2 separate regions of the Mus musculus genome follow, and region 2 is linked to region 1. Evidence: chromatin contacts called from public Hi-C data. All regions are on one chromosome and are shown on one strand. The core of a region is the stretch at or near the end of the contact, and the rest is flanking DNA. Distances in the headings are between cores, read along the strand shown. Region 1 overlaps Nckap5 (NCK-associated protein 5). Region 2 has its middle 32 kb from the start of Gm41945.

Region 1 (2,596 bases), core at 35-2,534:
GGAGTCAGTTCTCACCTCCCACATGTCAAGGCAGAGTCTCGGTTACTCCTGTCACTGCTCCGACTCCAGTGTAGCTGACTGGTGAGCTGCCTGGTGAGCTTCCACTTGAGTCTACCGACTCCCATCTCACCCACACAGTGCCTATCTCCCAGGGATGGTGACATGTGGCTGCTAGGGATGGAACAGAAGTCATCAGGCTTGTATGGGAAGTTCTTCTTCCCATGGAGACGTCTCGCTGGTCCACCGGACAGTGATTTTTATGTAAACTACAGACAAGACTCCACACAGAGTATTGGTGCATTGGGTAAAACTTCTGGAAGCATCTGTATTCTTTCTGAAACATTCTTCCTGTCTCTGTTAAGGTTCCTTTTTATAGTCTTTGGAAGCAGTCCCATGATGGAACAAACCTAGGCCTCAGAAATGCTAGGGTATCTGCCATGAACTCCAGGTGTGGCCTGACATCCTACCCTGTTTCTGCTTCTTGGCACTGAGATACTCATCTTTGCGGTTCACACGCGGATGCACTGTCCCAGGTATGCTACTAGAATAAACTGTCCCCAGTCCTCTAGGAGACATAACCATCTCTTCCGTGGGTAATTTGGATGACAATATTGCTCGGGCTCATAAATAAATCTGGGATGAATAGCTAAACGGCTTTTGACAGATTAACACATTACTAAGCAGAAGGGTATTTAGAATTTTAAGACTCTGAAAGCCATGTGTAATTATCCAAATGAATCAATGCTTTCCACTGGAGTTTTGGACACATGAGCAGGTACATGGAGAGATGAAGGGGGTACGTCGTGAGGCCCGCTGCTGTTAACAACACCTTCAAGTTTCGGCAGAAGGGAAGGAAACATGCTATTTTTCATACTGTGGCATCGCCCCATACAAGGAGGCAGTTGTTTTGCGGAATGATAAATAGAAGGCTATTACATGCTTAATTAAAGAACCAATCCTTTCAGCTCTGAAAAAAAAAAATATAATCCCCAACTGAGTAGATATGTGAGCGTTGGAGAGGAGGCACGGTGTTTTAGACTTGCTGTTCCTTGCTCTTGTTATTGTCAGAGAACATCATTAAAACAGATCTCTCCTTCCTGCCGCTGCATCCTCAGACTGCAGGCCCGTGGTGTTGGCTCCTAAGGCAGTCCCCACCCTCCAAAGAACAGCTGTCATGTTTTTTATGAGGTCTGATGGAAGGTGAGGTTGCACACACCCTGTCTGGAACCTGTTAAGGACATACAAAGCTCAGCTTGGATTACGGATGTTATTTTAATGAATGTGGTGCCCTCTTCTGGTGGAAAGCCTAAATCAACAATGAAATCTTGTGGGCAGAAGACCAAGCTCGGCATCTTGTGCTCTCAGCACAGAACTGTGGATCGTAGGCCAAGGGGAGACCCCAGTAAGTGATCAGGCAGCACTCAAACCATTCAAATCCCCATCAAAGCTACACGACAAAATGAGTAAATGAAAATGCTGAAACAAGGGAAAGAAAGGCAGAAATCTGGCACTGAAGTAGAGAGAAGAGAAGTAACGAGGGAATCCCCCAAGGGCTATCTTTAAAAGAGAAAATAGGGCTTAAAATAGCTGTTCATCTTTAAGTGACAAGCAAATGGCCTTTTGATCACTGGTGTTCTTAAGAAGAATTCTTTCTATTAAGCATGTCAATGCATGTACAGACTTAAAGGAATAAACATCGGTTGGAGAAAATAATTGAAGACATTCTTAATGGGAAGCTAAGTGCGCTGTGAGAGAAATGCCTTCTTTAGCATTGTGATTTTTCATGAGATCAAACCTACAATATTAAAAGGTCTTTGGGGCTGGACAGACAAATGGCTCAGTGGTTGAAGAGCACATACTGCTCTTGCAGAGCACCTGAGTTTGGTCCCCAACATGCAGATCAAGTGGCCCAAAATCTCTTCTCATTCCAGCTCAGCAAAATTCAACGCCCTCTTCTGACTTCTTTGGGTACAGCAATCGTGTGCACATAACACCTCCCTGCAGCGAAAACTATCTCTCTCTCTCTCTCTCTCTCTCTCTCTCTCAAAAATAATGTCTCCTCACATTTCTCCACATCCTTTTGAGGGTTGACACTTTGAAGGCACTTTTTAGATGAATACTTGAGCCCCAACTATATAATTATTTGTCATTAAACAAAATCTGTAGCCATCCTTAAGGATGGCGTCAAATATTTATACTTGAACAACAGCAAAACACGCACCAATGTATCAGGGATACACATGTATGCTACTTCTTGAGTCAATTCTATAGGTTAAAGGCCAGAGATATTTACAAAATGGTTAACCTTTTAACAACAAAACCGTTTAATCAACCAAAGAACCCTAGCATTCCAGACAGAGGAAACAGATTCTGTCTATTAACACTCCACTGATTGTTAAACTATGCCCACTCTTGCGTGCACCCAGTTTATTATGCATCACAAATTCTGTCACTTGCTAGAGGCTGTGGCCCAGATTGAACATGTATTTATGAAAATAAAGCCCAAGACGTCTATAGTATGCTGTCATGCAGGGCTTCCAGTTCAGGAGGCTGGAGGGATAGATCTCCAAGCCAGCCATAGCCAAAAACCATGAAG
Region 2 (2,596 bases), core at 41-2,540, 560 kb after region 1:
TAGATAATCAGTGAGCTCCAGGCTCAGCAAGAGGCTAAGGCAAGGAAATGATAGAGGAAGACACACTTGATGTCAACCTCTGGCCTACACATAGACACACACACACACATACAAGTGTAAAAGTCAAGTCCTTTGCTTTCATGAGTTTGGCAATTTCTGGGATTTGGAGGTCTGTCCAGGGTCAGCAGTGCCCCAGACATCAAAATATCCAAATGTGTTTGAAGATGGGCTCGGGGCTTGGTGGTGGAGGCCTCCAGAGAGGCATAGGCAGAAGGACCACGGGTGAGTTCAACGCTAGCCCTTACCTCAAAGTAAGTACAAGTTTTTTTTTAAAGGGTTAGGGGTGGATCTTTGTGGTAGACAAGTTGTCTGACATACACAAAAGCCCGCTGGCCATGTGGGAGTCAATGGGTTCAGATGATCCCACTGAAGTCTAAAGAATTCCCTAGGCTAATCAACAAGCCAACAAATGGGAAAATATAGCAAGGAGCTAGGCCCAAAGGGAGGCCAACTCTCTAATAAAGCAGAAACCAGAAGTGACAGTGGTTAGCATCAGACTGTGTGCATGGGATCCTCAGAGGCACACCAAGACACTCAAACATCAGAGATCTAAATCTCCAGGCTTAGATTGTGAGTCAACGCCAAAGTCCAAGGTGCCAGCAAAGGCTGTCATTGTCCCCCTGTCTCTCTGGGTTCATCCCACAGATCAAAAGTGACATCTGATTTGTAACTGAGACTCACAGGGGAGATGGGCAGTGGGGTGGGGGTGGGGGTAGGGTGAAGGGGTTCAGTAAGTGGAAGAGGTACTTTTTCTTCTACTTCTGCCAAAACCAAATTCCAAGGACTTGGGTGGCCTTGGAGCTGCGGGGGTTGGTCAGGAAATGAGGTGCTTCGTATGGAAATGCTTGAAGATGAGGCCATTTCCTCTGACATACTCACCAGCAGGGTACTCCTAATCTATATAAACGGAGGGTTGCACCAACCCACCTCCTCCAGTGACCCCCCCTAAACAGTGGGCTTCAGCATTTCCCTTCAAAGGCTTTGAGAGATAAGAGATTGTATTCTGCGCAGTGCCAGGACCCACATAAGAAGTGGTCCGTGTCAGCCAGAACCAGATCTTTCTTAAACACTTACATAGAGACAGACATCCATCTGGTTGTCTTGTCTGACTGACATCTGGGATGGTCAGGAGACTGGCAATGGCTCCCCTGAGCCACGGTGGGCTTATTTAATGTCCACAGGAATGTCTCAGCTGGGAGGGCCTCGCATCTGCCTGCTCACTCCATCTGCTAGCCAGACTTGTCTGCCAGACTGCTTTGGGGAGCCAGGAGGGTCCCTGGAGAGAGTCCCTGAGCACAATTCAAGGCGACATTTGTTGCTGTTGGCCATGAGGGTCCCTTTATGTGCCTGGGTTTTGCTGAAAAAGGCTTAATGCCAGCTCAGACTGCCAGCTCCACTCAGCAGAGGAGATACCCCATGATTCTAAGCGATGCTGGCCTTCTGCTGTCTGAATAAATGGCACCTGTCTGATTTTTTTGGACCTTGACTCCTCTCTCTCTAGGACATGTAATCCACCCCTCGCTCATCAGGAGAACTTTTTCTCTCCAGGATGCTTCTAAACTGCCACTCACTCTAAAAAAAAAAAAAAGCATGTAGCCCCTAACCTCTATCAGCTACCTAAACAAGTACCTGATGCCCCTGCACCAGGAAGAGACCCCTCAGCCCTCTTTGAAGGTACACCCACTGCCACCTGGAGGCCTCCCAGTAAGTCCCCCCCCCTAGTTTCTACCACCTCCCAATATGCTCTGCTGGGCACACCCAGTCTTCAACATGTTAGCTCTGAGAACATCCCAGATCCAACTACAGTAATTGCTTTAACTCCTCACAGCCACCCAGAAACCTATCACTCCATCTCTAAAGCCAGCCTCCCCTTTGAACTGTGGCCTCTCTTCCCAAACACTCCCCACATGTCCCTTTGTATAGGGTGAGTGTCTGGGCCAGGCATGAATCACCTCCCAGGTCCTTGCATGAGTGGAAAATGCCAAGCGCAAGTCCCTACCCTCTGATTCTACCCATCCCTCTTGAAGCTGTGAGGGTGGACAATGCTTAAACCCATTCCCAACCCTGTGATTGTCCCTACCCAGCTTTGGTGGTCAGTGTCATGTCTCTGAAACTATTTTCAGCTCTCTAGCACCATCTACTGGAAATCTATGGTCATGGCTGAGCTGAAAGCACCTCATGGATTAGAGTTGCCAACCCAGTTTCTGTTTGCATTTAAATGATCCAGGGTCTGGTGGGAAGGATTCATGGTAAGAAGATAGCTCATCAATCCTGGCCATGTGCCCTAGTCCACGTTTCCCACCCTTAACCCCAACTTCCAACGTCCACAGACATCTGCTGCCTGGCTTAAATTTGCTAATGGAGGTAATATTCTGGATGCTGAATGTCCCAAAGATGAGGTATAATTTTTTTATTGTACCATCAATTATAATTTTATTACATCATGCTTGATATATGGTTTTCACAGTATCACAATATCAGTACCACCTCAAAGTTTATTGTACCATTCTTAATTATGTGGGCCCTGTACTCCACC

The links. Hi-C and Micro-C count contacts between places; a contact is called where the count stands out from the background.
Region 2: a Hi-C map of cortical neurons shows a contact between it and region 1, with 5 times the contacts expected there. The contact joins two enhancer-like sites. A contact is called at or near these places in 9 of 484 Hi-C or Micro-C datasets (the N1E-115 cell line, cerebellum, cerebral cortex and 5 more).

Annotation. Positions count from the first base shown.
Region 1 is chr1:126,430,542-126,433,137 of GRCm38.p6, forward strand. All of the region lies in intron 4 of Nckap5 (NCK-associated protein 5), which reads right to left. Among named protein-coding and RNA genes, the nearest start is that of Gm35562, 390 kb to the left of the region's middle. Within about 2 kb of position 1,285, at least 21 of the 459 cell types and tissues checked have an H3K27ac peak or open chromatin away from gene starts, as enhancers often do. A contact at or near this core is called in cortical neurons, where this site is marked.
Region 2 is chr1:126,991,296-126,993,891 of GRCm38.p6, forward strand. No RefSeq gene overlaps it. Among named protein-coding and RNA genes, the nearest start is that of Gm41945, 32 kb to the right of the region's middle. Within about 2 kb of position 1,291, at least 8 of the 459 cell types and tissues checked have an H3K27ac peak or open chromatin away from gene starts, as enhancers often do. A contact at or near this core is called in cortical neurons, where this site is marked.